Linked DNA regions of Xenopus laevis: region 1 is linked to region 2. A link is a contact called in public Hi-C data. All regions are on one chromosome and are shown on one strand. The core of a region is the stretch at or near the end of the contact, and the rest is flanking DNA. Distances in the headings are between cores, read along the strand shown. Region 1 overlaps atf7ip.S (activating transcription factor 7-interacting protein 1). Region 2 has its middle 21 kb from the start of atf7ip.S.

What was found. A called contact is a pair of places that touch in the nucleus more often than the background predicts.
Region 1: a Hi-C map of the XTC cell line shows a contact between it and region 2, with 4 times the contacts expected there. The contact joins two enhancer-like sites. A contact is called at or near these places in 2 of 4 Hi-C or Micro-C datasets (the XL177 cell line and the XTC cell line).

Annotation. Positions count from the first base shown.
Region 1 is chr4S:93,537,636-93,542,961 of Xenopus_laevis_v10.1, reverse strand. atf7ip.S (activating transcription factor 7-interacting protein 1) reads right to left here. Exons shown (of 16, transcript XM_041561581.1): 6 at 5,075-5,140; 7 at 4,427-4,506. Among protein-coding and RNA genes, the nearest start is that of atf7ip.S, 57 kb to the right of the region's middle. Within about 2 kb of position 2,756, at least 1 of the 7 cell types and tissues checked has an H3K27ac peak or open chromatin away from gene starts, as enhancers often do.
Region 2 is chr4S:93,458,655-93,464,432 of Xenopus_laevis_v10.1, reverse strand. No RefSeq gene overlaps it. Among protein-coding and RNA genes, the nearest start is that of atf7ip.S, 21 kb to the left of the region's middle. Within about 2 kb of position 3,647, at least 5 of the 7 cell types and tissues checked have an H3K27ac peak or open chromatin away from gene starts, as enhancers often do.

The sequences.
Region 1 (5,326 bases), core at 1,507-4,006, 79 kb before region 2:
CGTTGGTGGTGAAAACTGTCCACTGTATTTCCCCCCACCGTCGGCCCCTGCCCAAATTTAGAGGGTTCATCCACCACTGCAGGGCCTGCAGAGTCTCTTGGTCCAATGTGATACTCTGATTTAGCGCAGAATGCACAATTGGAGAGGGCGCAAGTGAAACTGTGCAAATGGAACTGCTTCCATGGTTGAAACCATGAATCCCAGGCCTTGCATGGCACGGCGCACTGATGGAGCTCTGGTCTGTATGAGCTGTTGGGCAAGGCATCTCATTTTTCTCTGCTTCTCCTGAGGTAGAACTCTCTGGGAACATGTGTTCAGAATTAGTCCCAGAAACTGCATCACCTGTGTGGGAAATAGGAAGGATTGGTTCCTGTTGATCAACGACCCGAACTGTTCCAACTTCTTGTTGGTGATTGCCAGATGACTCTGGGCCTCCTCTAGAGACGCCACCTTCACTAGAATGTCGTCTAGGTATGGCGTGGTGGATATGACCTGAAGGCGCAGGACCACCGTCATTGCTGCCATGATCTTGGTGAATACCCGCGGAGCCGAAGATAGGCCGAAGGGAAGGGCCATGAACTGATAATGCTGTTGTAGAAAGGCGAACCTCAGGAATCTGTGATGTCCTGGCCAGATGGGCACATGCAAATATGCATCCTGGATGTCCAAGGAAATTCGTCTTTGCTCAGAGATCTTATAATGAATGGATGGTCTCCATACGGAACCGCCGATATTTGATGAACTTGTTCAGGGCCTTTAGATCCAAAACTGGGCAAAATGCCCCATCCTTTTTGCATACTATGAACAAGTTGGAATAGAAGCCCTGGAAGAGTTGGTCCTCTGGAACCGGAACGATGACCCCCGCTTGGAGTAGTCCTGAAACAACATTGAGGAAGGCTTCTTTTTTCGGGCTTCTTGGTGTGACTCTTGAGAGAAATAAACTAGCTGGTGGGCGAGATTGAAATTCGAGTTTGTATCCTTCTGCCACCAGTTTGTGAACCCAAGTGTCTGACACGTTGTCGAGCCACACCTCCCGGAACCGACGCAAGCGTCCCCCCACCACCTGATTCAGCACCGGAGGGTCTGTCCCGTCATTGGGATGAGGACTTGTCAGGGGTAGGTTTTTGTTGGTTCTTGCGAGGCTGCCATCCTTGTCAGTTCTTGTGCTGGAACCTGCTCTTGGAACGCGATGATGAGGGAGGTGATGATCATTTCAACAAGCTAAACCCTTGGCTTCGAAAAAACCTCCCACGTCTTTGACCGGTGTAGGATCGAGACTTGGGCTGAGGCAGCAAGGTGCTTTTCCCCCCGGTTGCCTGTGAGATCATTTTCTCCAGCTCGTCCCAAAATAAGCGCTTGCCCTTAAATGCCATGGACGTTAGGGCCTTCTTAGAGCTGAGATCGGCCGTCCAGTGTTTGAGCCATAGTGCTCTGCGTGCCGCCACTGCAGTTGCCGATGTTCTGCCCGACACCTGTAGGGAGTCAAGGAGCGCATCTCCCAGGAAGGTGTTAGCGTCCACCATCTGGGCAGCCAAGAATGATAATTCCGCCCGAGGAGCGTTGTCTTTGAGTCCGTCCAGCAGCTTCCGGGGTCCAATCCGCCATTGCCCTGCTGACCCATGCTGTGCAATTTCTGGTCTGAATGTAGAGCCCGCGGAAGTAAAAATTGAGCGTAAAAATCCCTCCAAGTGCTTGTCGGTGGGATCTTTGAAGGCTGCAGCGTCTGGAACAGGAAGTGCTGTATTCTTAGATAGACGCAAAACCGGGGCATCGATGGCTGGTGGAACCCACTTCTCGTGAGGTCCTTGGAAAAAGGATAAGAGCGCAAAAACCTGCGGGAGGGTTGAAACTTTTTCTCAGGAGAATCCCATTCCCCTTGGATGATCTCCCCCAGCTGATCGTGAAATGGGAACTCGGCACTTAAATGGGCCCAGGGCTCTCCCTCACTGAGCTCTGAGTCAGCTATGTCATTGGCTGATTCCCCTGATGATGTAGGCAGAGGAGCCTTTCTCTTGCTCGATGCCTTCCTGTGTTTAGCCTGAGGCTGGGCGGATAGTTGGGCAACAAACTTGTCCAAGGAAGTGGATAGGTTTGCAATTCCCCTAGCCAAGGATTGGGACAGTTGCAGTGCCCAAGGTGGGGAACTATCCCCCATAGTGCTAGGCTGGGAAGTTGTAGACCCTGCAGAGCCCCCGGCAGTAGTGAGAGCAGGGGTAGAGTCTCTAGGAGCTATAACCTCTGGAGCTATGTCGGGATTTAAATTCTCCCCTGACGCTGTGCAGGCTCTGCAGAAAGGGCCCTCCTGACCTTTAGCAAATTTGGCGTTGCACGAGGCACAGGCAAGGTAGGTTACAGAGGCAGAGGCCTTAGTCTTCCCTCCCCTGGGAAACATGTTCCCTGTAGCTGTGCCCTTAAGTTATCAATTAATTAATTAATTAATTAATTAATAGCACCTGACTTGTGCCCAAGAAGGATGGAGGAGACCTGGTGCTGCCACCCCGCCGAGAGGAGAAACCTTGTGGCTCCAATGCGCCTGTGAGGCTGCTTAGCCTTCCTTTAGGAGTGCTCTGGTTCCGCGCCTCACAGCAAGTTAAGCTGCAGAAAAGAACTTTCGGTAAGGAGCGCACCAATTGAGGCACCCGCCCCGGAAGCCGCATCAGAATGGCGCGAATTCCAGTACAGAAGAGACATCGCACAGGTCCCGTCCCTCCTGACGGAGGTAAAATTGTTCCGTTTGGGCAACTGGTGAAAAGGGGGCAGCTGCCGTGAGGGGAGGGAGCGCAATTATGCAGTCGGTAAAGTAAGCCAGTAGCCTACTTACCTGGATATTCCCTGCGATGTGTGGCCATCTACGGGGAAGCTAGCTCCCCCTCCGGAGCCTCTCTGTGTTGCCAATCTTTGGTCCTTGCCATGTAGGTGGAAACCAGATGGATTGGATGGTCGGCTTAGTATAAGGCTTACAAACCTCAGCAGAGGATCCCGCAATGGGGGCTAACCCTGGAGTACAGGAATGTTCCTGACTCCGGTCTCACCTCGCGTGTCAACGCTAGCAGTTGACCGTAGTCAATCCTTTCGTGGGCCCTACCTCCTTGGAAGCAAGACACTGAAATGTGGGCGTTAAGCATGAGGAGTATATAGGAGGGGGAAAGAGGAGTCCAGCTTTTTTGATCAGGGTCCTGCCTCCTGAAGGGAGGCACTTAACCCCGTGGTTCCTGTGTCCCCCGAGGCCGTAAAAGAATTATACATTTACTGCACATAATTAACAGGAGGGTAAAGGGGATATCTACATAGCCATTAGTACTTTACCCATATTTTTGAGTTCAGTGAAAAAGGCTTCTGCTAAAGCCAGTTTTGCCAAAAGTTTTTAAATAAGAAAAATCTTGTGTTGTATTATTTGCTTTTGTTCTTGAAGATAGAAAGTCCTGCACAATTGTTTTCGGATTATCTGTAAGCCAAAACCGTCACAACAAAGAGGTGATTGGAGTACTAACTCGGAAAATTACAGGGGAAGGTAATGATGGTAAAACCTAAACAACTCTCCATTGTTGCTTTACAATTAAACAAACAAAATGGGTTTCCTACCCAAAATAAAATTAGACATTAAAGAACAGAGATTCAGTTGGTTTTTTAGATATTGAAAAAGCAGTTCAACAATATGTAGCATAACACCTTATTTATAAAGAAACAAAGGTTACGCATTCTCAACAGAAGGAGGAATTGGAGGGCTCAGATTACCATCCCTATCGCCATTTTGTTCCCTGTGTCATTCTATGCTGGTTGATGTTAACAGTTTAAAAGAATAGCAGTTGATTTCCATGGCTATCCTTCAATACACTACACATTGAAAACAAAGCAAGCATCACACTACAGGAAGGCATAAGTACGTTAAGTGTGAACTGCATTCCAAATGGGTTAGCTGAAATTGCTTAAAAAGCTCAAATGAGTATTTACAGTTATGTTCAGCATAATAGCAGTGTGTTTATATAAGTGAATAAAGCTCAAAATCCTTATCATAGTTTTTATTTCCATACACACAAATGCATTAGGAATACTGTATATTCTATTTCAAATCAAAATATAAAGAAAACTTTATAACATTTTTGTTATTGCTTTAATAATTCACAGAATTATTGACCTCACTAATTGAACTCCACACTGCTATTATTTGGAACAAGCTATTTTGAACACATTTCAGTTAATGCCTTAGTAAATGATTCAATTACACAGAATCAGCAGCATGCATGTCATGACTGTTGGTTTTCTATTACTCTACTACACCTACTAGTAAAATATTTGCCACGTAGAAATATAAACAGTGACTGATCAGGTTAGTGGTCGGACTGCTATTATTCTGAACACAGCTATACTTACAGATTTAAGAGCTGTTTATTTGGCCCAATGCAGATTTTTACAACTCTTTACTCACCTGTAGTTCACGGAATTATTGCCAGTTGAAGCTTCATTTGCACCTTTTCCTGGGGATGCAGGGAGGACCGTTGCAGATTGCTTTGTCAAAGTGAGAAATGCAAAAAAAATAAATTATAAGGATATAGGCAATTAAAGTGGAAAAAAATGAATAAGATGGCAAATATAAGATAGCATCTAACCATGTACAATAAAACTGGTATTAAAGTACATTTTTCTTACACTAATACACTAGGTCTGGTATGGGATCTGTTATCTTCCATAGATTATATTAATCAAATAAATCAATTATTTCCCTTTTCTCTGCAATAATAAAACAGTAGCATGTACTTGATTCTAACTAAGGCATGTTTAAACCTTATTAGAGGCAAAAAATTCTACTAGGTTTATTTATTGATCTTTTAGTAGACAGGGTACGGTGATCCATGCAGTGTGCATTTTATTTATGCAACTGTGCTCTTGGCATGCAAGCTGTTTACATGTAGCTCATAAACCTGTTATGTATTTCTGTACACATTGCCAAAAACATTTTTAACTTGTAATGTTTTGACAAATGCATCAATGAACAGTAGTCCCCTATTCCACTGGCAAATTGTAGCAGATTCTTGTTTTTAATCATGCAAGGTTTACTGAAGAGTTTTTGTTTTACCTCTGGTCTTTTCTTAAGGTCTTCCTTTGCTGCACCAAAGCGTTTTGTCAGCCTTGCAATTTTAGCCTAAAGTAAAAAAAAAAAACAATAAAGATCATAACTGAAAGTAAAAGTGGCTGTAGACAAACAGATCTACTTGTCTAATAGGAAGCTAAAATCATCAGTTTATGAATGCTCTGAACAAATCACGGGCCCAACTTTATATTTGGGTAATGGTTAGTTTTACATTCTCAACCTGATAATTGAACAAGC
Region 2 (5,778 bases), core at 2,398-4,897:
CATTGCTGAATCAATCTGATTTCATTCTGGAACCAACTTTGGGCCCTTATAACAAAAAATGTTGGGCCAGTTTTATCAAAACAGCCTGAACTAATGCCAGTGTTTGCTGGTGTGCTATCATCTTTAGTGTTTTGGCTCTTGCTCTTTCAGTAAGTATTTGCTTCATCAGCCTTTTTTCATCACTTGCACTCAATAATATGTGTCACGGCATAATACACCACGCCAACCAAAATAATATACTTGCAATGTTAGCAGTTGTCCTGCTAGTGTCCTGTGTTTAATTCTGGCTTGGGCACTATCTGCAAAGACCTTGTATGTTCTCCCTGTGTCTGCATGCGTTTCCAGTTTCCTCCGACAAAACATTGTCCTTGTGAATGTGACAAGGACAAGAGACTGTAAGCTCCACTGGGGTAGGGACTGTTGTGAATGGTGTCAAATCACTGTAAAGTGCTGTGTAAAATGTGTTGGTGCCATACAAATACTAGCAGTGTCTGACTGTGGAGCTTAGGGTCCACTAGGGCTGCTGCCATGGACCACCAGACCCCCGGCCCCCAGTCCCAGTATCAAAGCCCCCCTGGCTGAGCCACAACCCTCTCCAGCACCCTAAACCTACCTTCTCCTTCTTGTAGGTGTCTGGGGGGCCAGGGAGGTCTGAAGCCATATATATATAAACCACACTGAGGCTAATCACTGACACACACACATACACACACATATCCACCACTAAAAATTATTCCCCAGTTGTCTGTCCTAGTAGGAGTGTAGAGTCCAGTCTTTTCCATACACACATTTGGGGCAATGAAGGAACCCTAATAAAAGATAATACAAAAGATCCACTTTGCTTTTCCAAACTAAACAGCTAGATTCCATGGGTTTGCATACAGCTGGCCTAGACTCCACAAGATGATACGTTTAGCCATTTCTCTCCTGATTTACATTCAATAAGTGTTATGTCATTAACTGCTGATTTTTACTCAATCCAAACAAATATTCTTGTGATCTTAAATGGATTGTTCCATTTATACTTTTTTCAGTTCTTGTATTTTCAGATATAACACCATAAATATAGACTTTTTTCAATTGCTTTCACTTTTTCTTCTAAAGCTGATGTTTAAGTTGTAAGGCTAAAGGCACACAGAGCTATGACTAGGCTTCTCTCCGTAGGCCCCCACATGCCCCTTAGCCATATACTCCTCCCAACGATCCAAATGAAGGGGTACGGACTCAACCGGATGCTTCTGATGAAGTGACCCAGAGGTCACAAAACGCGTCAAGCTACGCTTCCCCCTGCCCGCTATTTGTGATTTTAATTTATATTCAAATAAAGCTATTTAAGTTTTACAATATTGGTTCCGAATTTACTCCGGTTGAGTCCGTACCCCTTCATTTGGATTGTTTGTCTTGCCGCGGCCAGAGCGGAACACTCGGACATACCGGCTTTTGCGGAGCAACGCTTCAGACTCCATTTCTTCGGATACAACGTTACCTTTCCTTGTTTGAACTCCTCCCAACGGCATTTCAATCTGGCAGCTCAATAATCCAGTTGCACATTCCAAACTGTTACAATTTGCTACATTATTTGCTACATTTTGAATATTAGCAACTATTGTATCAATTCTAACAGCTGCCTGTAATGAAACTCAGGAATTCTGCTCAGCAGGGACAAAGATAAGAAATGTATCAACTTGTTATTTAGACACAACCATGAAATAAACACACACTGTTCAAGGCGATGTTGAAGAAGGACATGCTGATGCAGATTCCAGGCCCGGACTGGCAATCTGTGGGTTCTGGCAAATGCCAGAGGGACTGCTATAAGGTCCCATAGAAAGTCAATATTTAGTGGGCTGGTGGGGGCTGTTTGGGCCTCTGTGTACCTGAAATGCCAGGGCCTATTTTAGTTCTCAGTCCGGACCTGGCAGATTCCCATAATAGTTAAAGGAAAGCTTGTGTGTCATGAGAAGTCCCAGAGTGCAATTAATGGGCAAAATCTAATAAGAACATCAGTTCACGTGAGGAAATCACACCTAAGTGATACTGTATATACAGTAATACAGCTACCCGGTGTTGCAGGTCTGTATACTAGTGTATAGATATATTTTTCCTTCATTTTTCAGACATAATTCCATTTACTGAATCCCCCCAAACGTATTAATATATTTATTCTGAATAAAATTCTCCTACGATGTATATTGATTCCATATTCTTTAACGCAGCTTAGTATACCTAGTCCTGCCTTCTGACTAGGCTGACATGATTGCTTTTCTTTTTTTGGAGCTTCTGCGCTATTGGCAATGTTTACACTTAGAGAGCCCTCTACTGGCTACTCACGGAAGCCTTGTCAGGCATTACTTAGTTAGCTGACTTCTATCAATGTAGCCCCTCCCTCCCCAGCTACAACGCTCCTCCAGCATGAAGTATACTGTGGCAAAAAGGCAGAAACATTCCATCACTCTCTCTATGATTTTCACATTTGCATCCCATGTGATAATTGCCTTATTTATTATCTAGATTGCAAGTTCTCTGGGCCCTCTTACCTCAATTCTCTATTTATGTTTGTCCCACCTCTTTTGTTTCTGTTTTTATTCCTACTCCTGCTACCTCCAAAGGAACATAAAAAAAAAAGATTGTACACTTTTTCTTTTTCTTTCACTTGCCCTACGCATTTCGACCAATACAGGTCTTCAACAGGGGCAAGAAAATACAAAAACAGCAAAAAAAGGCAAGGGAACAACAGCACAGGCCCTGCTCAGCTTTCAGCACTAGAATCCAGATGCAATAAAAAGTATTGCAAAACAGTTGCTCCCTATGTTACCAAACTATACACAATAAGGCGCAATTGTACACTATATTTTATTTATAATCTCTAATGTCGTTTGCTTTTCATTTTCATGAATTAGAAGAACCACGAGTCACCCAGTGACCACAATTATCCTTTAAAAATGTGCTTGGGGGTTTTTGAGTGGGAATTGCAGGTTCCAGGCAAGCTGCTGCACTTCTAAGGAGTATGAATTGGAAGATATCTGGGATGGGTAGTAGAACTTTGATCATTGCGCTTCCACTACTATCTTTATTATTCATTCAAAGTGAAAAAGGTACAACCCTGTGTAAATAAATGTATAAATATGTACAAATACTGATATTTCATTGTATCCCATGGCCAAAAACAATGATCGACCATGAGGGCTTGCCATGCTACAAACAATGAATCCTGTATATTATGGAGTCAGCTAATGTGCAGAGAGAGGGCAAAGCTTTGTGCATTGCACACGTTCCTTGTCTGTCCTCGGTGGGGGGTTGGGCTCAGCATCTTGTTATTTTCCCGCACTATGAGGAAAAGGCTCTGTGCTTTGCACACGGTCCTGATCTGTATATGGTGGTGGGGGGAGGGGTTGGTGCCTTGTTATTTTCCACAGTGCAGAGGGAGGACAGTGCTTTGCACACTGCACACGTTCCTAAATTGTACATGGTGGGGGAGGGCTGCTTGTGCTCTCTTTTCCACATTACTGATCATTTACATGGAGTTGCTGCTATGTAAGGAGAAACATATTGCCAATCTGTTCATGATGCCAGATACTCTGAGTTCTTATGTGTATATACTGGGGCAGTGTGCATTTTCAAGCCAAAATCCACTCCATGTGTCTGCCCCCAGGGTGAAGCACTTACTATGGCTACAGACACACCGGAGAGAGGATCAGGGTGTAGAGACAGATTCTCAGCCTGTACTTTTACACAGTTCAAGAATCTGCCCCATGTGGCAGTAATTGGATGCTATGAGTAACTTTGGGTACATTTTTGCCCCTATGTCTATAAATCAGGTTTCCTGATGAGTATATGGCCAGGCTCAGATTTGTGGAGATGCCGCAGAGGTCTGGGCCTAGGGCAGCATATGGAAAAGTCCCAGCACTGGCAAAGTAGGAAATGTATACACGCTCGGGGTGGGGGTTTCCCCAAAACTTTAAATCCGGTCCTTTTTATGGTTGGAGGAAACTAAGTGCTATTTATTTACTTTGCATGGTACAGGCAGGGCTGAATTTACATAGCAGATGCCCCTAGGCCTGCTGCCTGTCCCCTCCTCTTCCTTTGGGCAAATGTGCAATTTTTCAGTATTGGATCTGGAGTACTGGGGTTTGGAAAAACTATTGTATCTCCTGCAAATCCCCAGTGCTTCCGAACCAATGCGGGTGTGGTTGGGCGGCGTGCCACCATCCTAAAATCAGCCGCCCTAGGCCTGGGCCTTCGGGGCCTTTCCACAAATCTGGGCCTGGGTGCAGGACTTTACAGTTTCGCACAGCACATATCTCTGGTTTGTTCTGAAAATAATTTCCAGCAACATTTTGCCACTATGTGATCTGGTCACATTTGCCAAAAAGGCCATGCTGCTTCACACCCTCCATCCATGAAATGCCAGATTATTATTGCCATTTTGTTCTGCAACCATAACTTATTTAAGAAGTGCAAAAAAACTAGCTATTTGAACAGACAGCTTTGCACTGAGCTTGGTGGTATGGGGGTAGAGAACGACTTGATAACAGATGTAATGGACCTCTGTACAAGTTGTGATGTACATATACAACTAGTAATAACCGCAGACCTGACATGTTGGGGGCTATGGCGCTCATGTTCCTAGAAAGGTAAAAATGAACACATAAATAATGAAAGTGAGTATTGGGTGAGGACCTGCCACTTACAAGGGGAGAGAAGGGCTATTTGTACAAATAACTGATTTACACGTGCATATGGAGGCTTATTTGTATCATTCCACCTATTAGCTGCATGTGGGGGGGGTCTCTCTGGGGGGCAAATTCACTAAGCGCCGAAGCGCCAAACGCTAGCGTTACTTCGCTAGCGTTTGTCATTTTCGTTACTGCGCAAATTCACTAACGAACGCTGGCGTAGATTCGCTAGTGTTACTTCGCACCCTTACGCCTGGCGAATTTTCGCTACGGACGTAACTTCGCAAATTCACTAACGCGCGCAGTTTACTGAACGCTACCTTTTACGCTAGACTTCCTTCGCCACCTCAGACCAGGCGAAGCGCAATAGAGTAGATAGGGATTGCTTCAAAAAAAGTCAAAATTTTTTCTAAGTCCCAAAAAACGCTGGCGTGTTTTCTACATTATGGGTGATAGGCTGAAAAAGATCAAAAATGTTTTTGGGCCTCCCCTCCTTCCCCCCTACCTGACTCATGGCAACTTACCTATACAGTGGGCACATGTGTAGGGCAAAATAAAATTTTTATTTTATGTTTTGAAGGTTTCCCAGGCATTTGTAGTGATTCTACGTATTCCTCCATTGAAATTTGAATTTGGCGCTGTATGCAAATTAACCATCGCTAGCGTAACTTCGCTTCGCGAATCAACGCTAGCGCAACTTCGCAACCTTACGCTACCCCTGAGCGCAACTTCGGATTTTAGTGAATTTGCGAAGTGCGGCGCAGTTACGCCTGGCGCAACTACGAATCTTAGTGAATTTGCCCCATATGACTTTGTGGTGTGTAAGAGGTGCACATGTATCACTGTTCTGTGTGTAACAGAGTTAGAAGCTATTTGTTTGTATTGCCAATGTCTAGGAACAGCTTGAGTGTGGGAGGCAATGGGGAATTAAAATGCATAAGTCATTAGACTCCCTATCCATATTGCTTTTATATGATCCCCGGAACATGTTGCAGTCCTTACCTCGGGTTGCCACCTTTTCTGAAAAAAAGACTTGCCTTCCTATATTTTTATCCTTCTGTAATATTAATTATATTGGCATTATGCATCATTTGTATTCTTT